2 separate regions of the Bombyx mori genome follow, and region 1 is linked to region 2. The links are chromatin contacts, called in public Hi-C maps. All regions are on one chromosome and are shown on one strand. The core of a region is the stretch at or near the end of the contact, and the rest is flanking DNA. Distances in the headings are between cores, read along the strand shown. Region 1 overlaps Aqp (aquaporin). Region 2 holds the start of Aqp (aquaporin).

The links. A called contact is a pair of places that touch in the nucleus more often than the background predicts.
Region 1: a contact with region 2 is called in a Hi-C map of midgut, with 3 times the contacts expected there. The contact joins the enhancer-like site here to the promoter of Aqp in region 2. A contact is called at or near these places in 2 of 7 Hi-C or Micro-C datasets (midgut and whole pupa).

The regions. Positions count from the first base shown.
Region 1 is chr15:9,639,885-9,646,366 of ASM3026992v2, reverse strand. It overlaps Aqp (aquaporin), which reads right to left. Exons shown (of 7, transcript NM_001160189.1): 5 at 5,183-5,347; 6 at 3,748-3,870; 7 at 1,373-2,968. The coding sequence ends at 2,927. Among protein-coding and RNA genes, the nearest start is that of LOC101742984, 17 kb to the left of the region's middle. Within about 2 kb of position 2,881, at least 2 of the 8 cell types and tissues checked have open chromatin away from gene starts, as enhancers often do.
Region 2 is chr15:9,602,904-9,609,731 of ASM3026992v2, reverse strand. Aqp (aquaporin) reads right to left here and starts at 5,224. Exons shown (of 7, transcript NM_001160189.1): 1 at 5,021-5,224. LOC134200203 (a long non-coding RNA gene) reads left to right here. Exons shown (of 2, transcript XR_009975015.1): 2 at 4,500-4,841.

The sequences.
Region 1 (6,482 bases), core at 1,632-4,131, 39 kb before region 2:
TAACATTGACATGTATAGAGCAATTGATAACTGCAACTCTAATTATAGGCAATCACAGCATGCATTACATTAACATATTAATAGAGATTTAACAATACCATAAATAATAATAAAAAATTAAAAACAGAAAGACAACAAGGACAGTAATAAATAATAAAAGGTAAATTCGATTAGTCACATATATGTTTTTAAGATTTGAATACAGATACCGTAATTTAAAACTAGATTCCTTGATTAATATTAAATTACTGTATAGTGTTCAATGTTAATCGCGGTCACAGTTGTTGACCGCAACCGAGAGCCGTGCCACTGGTCTTATATAGGTAAGTAATCTGCGCAGCGAAGTAAATTGCCCCTTCAAAACAAGGTGACACTACAAAACTTGCATACGTTTTGTCATGATCTTTGCAAGTGTAGTGTTCGCTCACGTGGCCCTTACGTACACACATTAACTCTCCAGGTCATCCAAACCCGTTTCTGCAGGATAGCCATCAGAGCACCGTGGTATGTTAGGAATGTTGATCTTCACGACTGCTTAAATTCAGTACCGATACGTAAGTATCTTAAGGAAGCGTCAGAGCGCTACTTCGATAAAGCGGCGCGTCACGAAACTTACAGTGGCCTCCGCTAACTATTTATCGGACCGCGACGGGGCAACGTAAAGCCGCCGTTGCCCGGAACATGTGAATTGAACTAATCCACTGAGTTTCTCGCCGGATCTTTGGATTATCGGTAGATTCTGCGAAGCGCTGCTCTTGCTAGGGTTAGTGTTAGCAAATTCTCTCAGGTTGAGCCCGTGAGCTCACCTACCCGTTCGGGTGTAGTTAGAATAGCCTCTTAGGCTACCAGCGAATAGGTAGGAATAATCGGCGTCGAGCATACGATATTTTATAGTTTGATAGCCTCGTTAGTAGAATTGTTAGTGTTCCTGACTACATTTTTTAATGAATTGAGGTCCGATTCTGGGTCGGGATTCGTAGCTTTATTAACGCCATTCCGTATTCGGAGTGAAGGTGGTACATATTTGTTTATGTTAAATATGTGTATAATTATTAATTCGACGTCGCTGAATGTAAATTATCGATATAAATAAATATGAATGTTTCTTTTAAATGTTTCACATCTATGAGTTCTTAAATCGTGCATTCGACTGATACACCAATATACGGGTACAAGTTTAACCATTTGTAAATATATACAAATTTATATTTGATTGCCTACGTGTTTCTTGTTTCTTTCTAACTGAGCACCACTGACTCCGTTCTAATATTTATAGTACCAACCGGTTTGATGAACTTTTAAAGTCAAATAAGTTCAAATTTCAAGTACCTGCCAACTTGTACTTGTGTAATTAAAACAGATATTTTTTTAATTTCTTTATTTATCAACTTACGTTAATAACATGTTCAAACTCTTAATAAAACATCTTCATTACGTTTATAATATTTTAAAATATATTTTATAAATCCAACTTGCTAAATTCTTAAACTAAGTACACTTACGTACAAACCAGTTTTAATAAATTTTTATAAATTGTAATATTTAGTTATGTTCTGTGAAAAAAATCCAAAATACACATTTCAAGTACCTATCATAATTACATTTAGTTTTGCTTTGTGAAAATGTTCATTACACACGTATTTTATTTTTTTAAGGGTAATAAATTAATCTATGCATTAGAAGCACAAGGTTGTGTTTTGACTTCAACTTTACAAATTGAAACGTTAACAATAGTTTACATTGTAGGTAATTCGTTCTGGTTCTAATAACAGATACAGTTTATAGATATTTTTTTTCAGGTAATTGATCTAAAAGTTATAACTCCTGGAGGCTGAGATCGCTCTTAAATATTAAGTGTATTATCTATGGAGACCGCCAAAGAAAGACAAAAAAATAGATACGAATATGTACGTATAAAAACTATTCCCGCAAAAAGTTCATCGACCTTGTGTCGCCGTCATAAATTAAGCTTAGTGTTCGTTTGTACGCAACGTGTAACATTTATCAACTACCACATAAATAATTAATTATGTATTACTAATAATAATTAATAATAATAAAAATGAGTAAGTAAGACCTATCAAAATGTTTTATTCCTTAAATATTAACTTCGATTAAAATACAAATATAATTTAATTACGTATCTGATAATCTCAAATTGCTGATAATGCTTTTTGATTGAAATAACTAATTGTACTTTTGAGATTTACTGGGGCACGTGAGGCATAAACGAAGACGCTTTTATACAAGACGTTCACTTGTCTTACCGTTTCTTTAGCCTTAAATAAGTTCACATACACAAAGCTAATAGTATTGGTGGTATAGATATATTTATTCTGTCCCTTACAATCTGTTTACTGTGACAAATTGCGAGGAATTAATATGATAGTCAATACCTTAGGGATCCGTACATGTGAAGGAAAAAAATTACCCATATCAAAACGGTCTGTCGCAGTGTTTCGGAACTAGAATAAAAAAAAAAAAATTGAGCATCACCTCTTTTCTAATTCTGCGATAAACATTTTAACAAGAATAATGAGTATAGGACATGCCATGCCAATGCGATGCTTTACAGGAAAACATAAATAAAAATTCTGTTTTAGTGTTGTACATAATTACGGAACCCTTGGTGACAATAAATGACAAATGACAATTTCATTTTAAATATGGCCGTATTTTGATTCTGTTTCACTACGAAATTCGAATTCGTAAAATATTGAAAAACTTTTCCTAACACATTCTCGTAGGGTTAGTTTTCGATCGGTACTAGTATGGTTAAAAGCTTTTTTGTGGATTTACGACATGGTTATTATAGGCACTGTGTATCGTTTAATAGGATAGTTCTGTACTGGTAGAGAGGACGGGCGGGTTGCGGACGCGCCCCTGCCGGGACCAGCAGCGACGGCCGCCCCACCGACTCACGACTTCAGGCCATGTCGTCCAGTTTACCACCATCAAGTCGCTTCAGCTGAAAATAAAATTGTTTTTTTTATTGCGTACATCGGTGGATGAGCTCACAGCTCACCTGTTTGTTAAGTGGTTACTAGAGCCCATAGACATCTACAACGTAAATGCGCCGCCTACCTTGAGATATAAGTTCTAAGGTCTCAGTATAGTCACAGCGGCTGCCCCACCCTTCAAACCGAAACGCATTACTGCTTCACGGCAGAAATAGGCGGGGTGGTGGTACCTACCCGCGCGGACTCACAAGAGGTCCTACCACCAGTAACTACGCAAATTATAATTATGCGGGTTTGATTTTTATTACACGATGTTATTCCTTCACCGTGGAAGTCCATCGTGAACATTTCGTCACGAGGACGGTGACCGGTGCTTGAGGTACCTAAAAGCACCATTAATGGATCCGGAGGATCCGTAATGACGTGTGCTGAGCTGCGGTGTTCACGTCGTGCATTTATGTAGGTACGAGCCACGGTAACCGCATAACACAAACTGATACCCGACCTAATCGGTCCATCCGGTATGCAAATATAAAACACAGTTTTATGATCAGCTATTAAAAACTGCTAAAATTAAAGTGTTAACGTGTTTAATTAATTGATTGCTTACGCTTTGTTCAACGGTCCACGCAGTCGGCGCCGTTCTTCCGGTATGCTTGTTTAGTAAACACTTATGTTTAATTTAATTATTTTACATCTTAATGTATTCACATTAAACTTGTCGCATATCGGCTACTTGAATAAGATCATGTATAAAGGGATTAAATATTAAATATTATGTCCTAACCTCCTTTTCGTCACCGGCAACAGATCTGTATCTGGTCGGCGGCTCCTGGGGTGGCGCGGTAAATCCGTGGACGTACAGCAAAGCACCAGCAATACCGCCAGCAATAGGTCCAGCCCAGTATATCTGTTAAAAGAGTTAATTACACAACTCTACAAAAAAAAATTCGTTCTTTATTAGGATATAAACGTTAGGACGTTTATACTAGGTTTTTCCGGTTAATTATTCACAAAAACGAAAATAAAATACCTTTTTTTAGTATAAAGTTTGCTTTTATCATAGTTATAGTAATAATACTCTTTCAATTTTTTTATAAATTTTAATTAATTTTAATACTTTCAAAAAGACTGCGCTATGAGAGTGAGGTGTTTACGTTTACACAGTTCCACTCTATATGGCACACATGGAGTCATAAACAACGATCAAGTGTTTTGTACAAGCCCAGAAAAACTTAAAATGTCACGAAAGTGTAAATACGATGCTGATGCATTTTGTTTCATATGTGGTCAATTTATTAAAGTTCAAAAGCAAACTGTTTCATGCCAATTTTTTTCTTATACTATTTTTAATTCAAATTTATTAAAATTTATTTTCTATATTTTAGTTGGATTTTCTATAACGGCGTATTTTTTTAGTTTTTTGTAACTATTATTTATTTTGATACACAAAACAATTCGATTTTTTTGTTAGTCACAAAGTTAATGCCATTGTCTACAGTGAGAACTAAGGGCTGCAGTATTTCTTCGCAGTAAATATAGGCACAACGGCAGTACTGACTCGATAATCGTATCACAATTTAATAACATTTCATAAAATATTACTAATAATTTTTTTTTTATAAATACTATTATAATAATGATAATATGTATATTTCTTTTTTTGTAATGTAAAAAAAAATATGTATTCATATTATTACAATGATATTGTGTTTCGTGAGGTGTATTATTAAAACGTTGACTGCCATGTAGGTCACTGATGCCCTACGTGGCGGACTAAAGTAATTATATCGATTTCTCTCTTCGATCTTCTTACTAAGGTGCTAAAATTTCTAGTAGATTCTGGGAAAGTTGAATCTGAAGATACTGAGAATGAATGTATTTCTAAGTGACCTAAAAGACTATTCTTCTTCTTAGTCGCATACTTAATTGCTGAAGGTCGTGTCCCTGAAAGCCCTTTGTAGCTCTTTGTACCATCAGCTTACATTTTCTTCGGTTTTCGGCTTCTCTCAGGGCGGTCGCAACAGCGAGTCCAGTGAGCGCAGTTACCTGATCTAACCAACGGTTTGGCGGCCGACCAAAAGACCATAACACATTAAAATACAAAAGAAGGCGATGTTAGGTAATCCAGGCGCTTAGAAACAGAAATCGACACAATTATTTTAGTGCGCCGTGTAGGACACCGGTGACCTACGTGGCAATCAATGCGTTAATCATCGTACCCAATGGTGACTCCAGTTGCTAGCGACGAGGGCCGAGCCAAAGGAGCGGGCTGGGTTCATGGCAGAGCCGGTGTAGTCGACGGCGAGCAAGTGACCCAGGGTCACGGTGAGGCCGATGGCGAGCGGGGCCGTTGCTTTACTGTCCGGCTTATTGGCATCGCACACCTACAGAAAATATTTTACATAATTATTATTATTTTATTGCTTAGATGGACGGACGAGCTCACAGCCCACCTGGTGTTACTGGAGCCCATAGACATCTACGAAATGCGCCACCCACCTTGAGATATAAGTTCTAAGGTCTCAGTATGGTTACAACGGCTGCTCTACCCTTCAAACCGAAACGCATTACTGCTTCACGGCAGAAATAGGCGGGGTTGTGGTACCTACCAGTGCGGACTCACAAGAGTTCCTACCACCAGTAATTACGCAAATTATAATTTTGCGGGTTTGATTTTTATTACACGATGTTATTCCTTCGCCGTGGTAGTCAATTGTGAACATTTGTGAAGTACGTATTTCATAAGAAAAACTGGCTGCCTGCGGGATTCGAACACCGTTGCATCACTCGATACGAATGCACCTGACGTTTTATCCTTTAGGCCAGGACGACTTCAAACATTACATTCTATGATCAATATCTAAATAAGCCTAATCAGGAGTCGAATGTACTTTTTAGATTATTAAAGAAAACAGCGATGTAGCGTTACGATACATACGCTCCGATTATTTCATTCATTCACATTTAAAAGGAAAATGCTTTGAAATTTCAATCGGATAATCGTTGGTAAGCTTTTCATCACTAGATGGCGCATATTAGTAATCTCAGAATATGTTTCACGCTTAGCCAGCTCAGCTTACACAATTCGTTAAACAGAGTTTAATTTTCACTTTTGTAGTAGTTGTACTTTTGATAGAAATACAAAAAATTACTAAGCATATAAAATGAAATTTGAAAAATCAAAGATATAAGAATATCTATGTTTTTGCGTACCAACTGCTAGTAACCTCAAGGGGTTAAACCTAGCTTCACGGAATGGCTGGGCGAGTTCTTGGGGCCTGGGATACTTTGGAACATCTGCCATAGCAAGAGCAGTGCTTCACTGATTATGTAGATAGCTACTACGGATCATAATCACTGTTTTTTGAAGAATGATGAAAATAAATGTGCATGTACGTTATTTTGTAAATCTGGTCTTCTAAGGTCTGGTTTTCAAAAAATAAAGAAATACTTACTATACATATAAATAAGCGCATTATGAAGAGAGATGTAATGTTTATTTAATTATAACGTCTAAAA
Region 2 (6,828 bases), core at 3,975-6,474:
GTCTTTGACACAGAGTTCTTTGAGGATGGATGCCTTTTACGGTGATCCTGCAGTCTTAGAGATCAGGTTTCGGCTCCAGAATGCATTTAGAACGTTTGAATAAGCTCGAATATCGGCGTGTAAAAAATGCTAGTTACTATATCTTCCCTAGACGATACTTTTCCCCCTTTCATACCATTATATTCAAAGAAAAAAATATTACAATAGCTGGTCCTTCTTACTTCTTCGCTGCACCACTGAACTCTTTTTGTAAAATCCGTGGCATTTTAATTTTATTTTTATTTTTAATGCTTAGATTTGTGGACGAGCTCACAGCCCACCTGGTGTTAAGTGGTTACTGGAGCCCATAGACATCTACAACGTAATTGCGCCACACACCTAGAGATATAGTTCTAAGGTCTCAGTATAGTCACAACGGCTGCCCCACCCTTCAAACCGAAACGCATTACTGCTTCACGGCAGAAATAGGCGGGGCGGTGGTACCTACCCGTGCGGACTCAGAAGAGGTTCTACCACCAGTAAAATAGGCCTATTAACTAGTCTCATAATGAGAATTCATTTCGTCATTGTAATTTACTTTCAATTTTTGATTAGCTTGCTTCTGCTTCATTTTTCATAATATACGACTGTTAGTGATTAAAGTATATGTTTTATATGTTTCTTGTATATGTTTCTTGACCTGTCATCTACACTAGAGTCTTCATTTTTAATTCGTGTTTAAATGAATATATTTGAAATTTATGTTTTGTTTTGTCTCATTCTTGTCACAGTTCCCTAAACTTTTTCGTTTATTTCAGTTTACGCATACGCAAGGTTTCCATAAAGAATCGCTACTACAATTGTAAATTCCACAAATATGTACTAATGTGAGAAAAAAATCTGAGTTTGTACAATAAAATGCAATATTGTTCAATTTACTTCAAAATTATGTGAAATAAATAGGTAGTAGCAGTAGCATGAGTTCCGTAATTTATAATCCAATTGGGCCATCGCGAAATAATTCAAGAAACATGTGACACCTTTATTTGGATCAGTTTATTTTTATTATCTCTTATTTATTTAACATAGTTTATTATATCTCAGAGTACTTATAATATTAAAGCTAATTTGTCTTCTTCTTATTTAAAAAATGATCAGAATTTTAGTATCATTTACTTATTGTATTAAACAAAAATTAAAACTGACTTTTCAATTCTCAAAGATGTCCGTTCTAACTATTCTGTGAATGTTTTGAAACATTTTATTCGAATATTTATTTATTTATTTTTATTTATTTTATTCACATTATGTGTGAATAAGTTTATTTCAATGAAACTAAATTGAGATTATTTGGATAAACGTCTATTTTAACAGAGCTGTACTATGATTTTACTAAAAACAGCTATTAACAAAACTTGTATTTTGAGTTTTCGTGTCGGGCTTCTTATGTCGTGATGAGCGTGAATGGGGCTGATTCTCCACGGAAACGCTTCACTGATTCCAATCTTTGTTCTGTTCAGTCACCGATGTCGGCTATTTCAATTACAGGCTTTTACTGTGCCACGGTCAAATATACAATCTTTAACGTTCGCAAACAACACGTGGTTACGATTACGACTAACGCATCGAGAACGTCTATCACTAAACGCTGTCAGATGTGTAATTGTGTATATAAGTTGTAATCTTTTTTATTACAGTAATTTTTGATAGCTTGAAATTTTGTGATTTGTGACCGTGATGATCATGCAATCTATTCCGAATAATCTGAATGATTATTTATCCGACGTATAGCTTGGCGAGCGTGTCATGAAATAAAATCCAGCCCGCAATGAAATAAATTGGTCTCGAATGTTTTTGTGAGCCCGCTAGGATCAGTGCGTCCATCTTAGCTACTGTTAAGTGTTAAGGATGCTTAGAAGCTCCGGTATTCCAATGTAATTGGAATGAACTGTAGGATTTTTTTTTTCCACTGGAGAAAATGCCGGATCCCCACCCGCGCGGCAGGTGGGGTATGTGGGAGTTGAACCTCACTAAAAACTCCTGCCGCTCACAACCGGCGCCCTACCTCGGACCGGGCCGGAGCCCAGTCGGGGCTATTGAAACGGCGGGACAGGGTTGACGCAGAGCACATTACACCCATCCCACCGTCCCACGGACGCCGGACCGGCGGCCGCCAGCGAAACGACCACCGGTTCCCTCGTTCAGCGGGCCGAGAGCCCGCTTTGATGGCGCCGCGTTACACCTTCCCCCAGAGCGGTCGGGGGAACGCGGTCTACCATCACCCGGCTTCCTACTGCGGGTGAGCGTGCAAAGCACGCCACCCCACGTCTGGGTCTCTCCCCGCACAAAACGGGTGGGACCTCTAGCTCTTAGGGGGCCAGGTCACGGATACGACCCCGGTCCCGACCCCCTGCTCGGCGGCGGCGGGTTTCTGCGTAGTGAGGAGAGCTTTGCCTCACTCGCCCCGCCGCCTCCTTCTGCGAGATGGTGAACTGTAGGATAACTGGTATTGTATAGTCATTAGAAAACCAAACTCATGTGAGGTTCCCTGTCAGTCTGTAGATATGAAATACGTTACCCGTACCAATAACAATTCATTTACATTATGGTTCACGCATTTGACATAATTTTGATGCGCCTTAAATCTAAACCAAGCGGTAAGCAAATCTGAATTTCATACAGAAAACGGTAGACGACAGTTTTGATTTCAAATTTGTTACTAGAACATTTCAGCTGCTTCCGTGTCAAGAGCGTCATGTCTTATCATTTAGCATGTTTTGGTGTCGGGTATGCTGCTAATTTAATAAATCAATTGGCTTAATATGGTGTGTCCACTGGTTCCTTCCAACACTATTGGCAATTGCTTTATAATTCTCTCGTCTTAGAGTTTGTAAAAATTGAATTACTTTATTAATTACTGAAAAATTCCGCTTTATTATTGATTAGCTAGTGAAAAAAAAATATTGGTGCCAGAAAATTACTACATTGCCCTTTGATTAATTGTTCGCGATAATTATGATTTTGAATATGAGAACCTTATGATTAAGTTTTAGTTTTAACTCTGTTATTCGCCAGAGTAACGTCGATAATGCAATTGGTTATTTGTATGGTTCATTTACAAGCATTCTATGTAGATTCCTCAAAAGTAATTAAATTATTATTGAACGCAACACTTACAGAGCCAGGAGGAGGCGGTAGATGAAACTGGCGTAAAAAATTCAAGCTCCGTCCCTGGACATTTTTTCTTTCTTAATTGAATTGGTGTAGCAGAATCTCAAGTCCTTGCGTAGAAAGGTTAACCGCGGGATACCGCGGGTATTTTGTCGAAAAGATTCATTCTGCTAATTGGCGCTCCGCTCAAGTGGTCGGAGTATCTGGGATGATATATCCTTAACCGGTTTTCCACCGCGAGAATAACTACTGCTTAGGCACCGTACACTAGATTAAAATTAACTTAATACCAAACTATAATCAATTAAATATACTGAATATTGAAATATTCCGTTTAAACTAAATAATGTTTGACTATTGTTGGTTTTTCACTACGTGAATCGCATTTGTGACATGAACAATTCCAGGAGCATAGTCAAACCGCTGCCTACTGTACTACTGTATGAAGTGAATGAATATTTTCACGAATTTTCATGAGTTGCAGAAAAAATCGTATTGTTACATAAGGATTCAGGACTAGGTAATTTCTTCAGAATGTCCCTTACGTCGGATTGAATTCAAGTCAAGGCTAAACTACTAACCGAAGTATATTCTATGAAAAGTTTTATTAAGTTTCCATCGCATTAAATTACAAATGTTTCTTTAGTCAGTGAACATATCAATATTTTGTTAACTTATTGTAAAAATAATAATAATATAATAATGAAATGGAGCAGCAACATGAAATCAAAAATTAATGAAAATTGTAGTTTCATATCTCGTCATATCAATCAATTTCGACAACTTCATATAAGTGGGTTTTGTTGCCCTACTGTGTTATATCGCACAGATAGATCAGCATTATCTGGGTTTCATTATCAACAATATGCGATAGTAAATTGCATTGCACAAAGGGTTTTTTCATTTGTTTCTGGTTAAATTCGGGAATATTAACATTTTTTTTATTGCTTAGATGGGTGGACGAGCTCACAGCCCACCTGGTGTTAAGTGGTTACTGGAGCCCATAGACATCTATAACGGAAATGCGCCACCCACCTTAAAATATAAGTTCTAAGGTCTCAGTATAGTTACGACTGCCCCGCCCACCCTTCAAACAGAAACGCATAACTGCTTCACGGCAGAAATAGGCAGGGTTGTGGTACCTACCCGTGCGGACTCACAATAGGTCCTACCACCAGTAAAATTTTAAAATAACATACATGTATGTACTATCAAACTACCTTTACGGCTTAATCTCGGATTTATCAACCAGTCCATATAATTTAAGATTAAAGGCTCTAAGTTGGTGCATTACATGAAAACGGCTGAAGAGATTAAGCAACATTTTTACAATGTTCATAATATTTCAGATTTATAAGGAAAGAATACCCAAAAAATTTACGACACGGTCAAAAAAACGAATTGAAATGACAGAGAAACGTCTTTGGTATCAATTAGCTATTTTCTAATAAAAACGAAGTCTGTGCACATTAAAGAGATCTAATTAAATGTTTGATAGTTTCGAAACAAATATTGATAAAGTATTTTCTGAACCAACTATATTTTTCCGACCGATAAGGCGAATCCCAAGCAAATTTAACAACGGTTAGCCAAAAATACTTAATTTAATTAATAGGTGGGTTTAATTAATAAATGTATTATTGATTAAGAATATTTTCTATTTTAAATAAAAACAATGAATTATTTTTGGATTTTCTTCTTTTTTTTAATGTTTAAGTCTCTTTAATTTGGTCACCTGCGACTGAAATAAAATTAATACGAGACTAAATAGTCAAAGTTTCTTTTGGTTGTCTTTATACATTTTTGTAAAAAGTTATTCAAATACAAAGTGAAATATTGTAGTATTTAAATATAACAGAAAAATACTTACATGACTTTCTGAATCGATTCGGTAAACAAAAAAATAAATTAATACTTCTGTCACAGCACTGTACTGTCTTTACAACAATGTGAAACTAAAGTAGTTAATGAAAATACGGACTCGTGAACTTAAATAAAAATTTTCTAATATTTAAGTCACGATTAATGTCGCCTGCCGCAGCCGACTGTTGCGCGTTTTTGATATCGTTTGATTAAACAATTTAAACAAGCCGCCTCGAAAAGCAAGTTCTGCTTTGCGATCGAAGCGACAGCCTCGTCAAAATGGTGAAACATTAATTTTGTAGCGCCATCTAGTACCAAGCAGCTGTGACAAAAAAAAACGTGAAGCTACTTTTAAATTTAGTAAAATTATGATTTATGTACGAATAAAAATAAATACGATTATATAAATGGGCTAGTATAATGGACAAAAACAGCTATGTACAATAAAATCTCTGCTGTGTGTAGGCCAATTTTCAAAATCAATATAACCGCGCCGTTGTAATTCGAAACTTGTAGGTTTTCTTCACACCACGTATGAATTTCATGTTATTTTTCTAAATTTCAAAAACAAAAGAAAGTAAAATTAAATAGACAAACGAATACCAATCTTAAGGTATCACTGATTATAGTCGAATTCAGATCAGCGAGCTATTTATTAAGTAGATTTGCAACTGTATGAAGCTGCTTCAATAACATCTATGAGCCACAGTCCACAGTCATCATCAACCAACGCGGCGACTGCATGCTGGTCTGACTTGCGGGCATTGACAGTCAGTTAAAGAGAAATAAATTTCGACTAACAATAGTACCAGATATTTAGTGAACTTTGGAACTATTGTTGATCAAAGAAAATTGATTTACTATTCATCTTTTTTAAGAAAAATCCTGTAATTCTGCTTCAAAACACTTTGGGTGCTGGTCACAAGGAAATAATAAACCCATTGAATTTCTCACCGGATCTTCTCAAGGGAAGAATATTAACTATTTCCAACCTCGTGTGTTTGGCGGATGACGGTATTCATGTTGCATTTCTGATGACTATGTCACTATGTAAGTGTTTCACGTCAGTTAGCAAGCAAAATAAGAATGTGCTACGATGGTACCAACAGAATTATTTGTCAGTTGCCCAAAAATTAACTTTTTTTTTTGTAAAATTACCTTTTTTTTATTGCTTAGACGGGTGGACGAGCTCACAGCCCACCTGGTGTTAAGTGGTTACTGGAGCCGATAGACATCCACAACGTAAATGTGCCACCCACCTTGAGATAAGTTCTAAGGTCTCAGTATAGTTACAACGGCTGCCCCACCCTTCAAACCGAAACGCATTACTGCTTCACGGCAGAAATAGATAGGGCGGTGGTACCCACCCGCGCGGACTCACAAGAGGTCCCACCACCAGTAATTACGCAAATTATAATTTTGCGGGTTTGATTTTTATTACACAATGTTATTCCTTCACCGTGCCTTGCCTTTGCACTTGCCTAATGTCTTATGCAAGTACATCTGGATCTATCCTTTCGAGTTAAATCTACAAAAGACACCACTTCAATAAGTATGTGAGATCATAGCCTCGCTTGAATTGGGTACATTAAGCGTGGTTAATGGATATTTCAACACCTTATCTAAAGTACCTAATGAGGGCCTGAGCCAATATTTACCCAAAACTTTGACCCTTTTGTATTATTGTCCTCACGACGAATAGATACGTTAAAAAAATTGAGGAAAACGTTTTTGTTATCTAAATGTACGAATTTGTGATGAAATTGTAATTTGTTAAAGAGCAATGACTGTTAAGCCTGTGACTATGGTACCTAA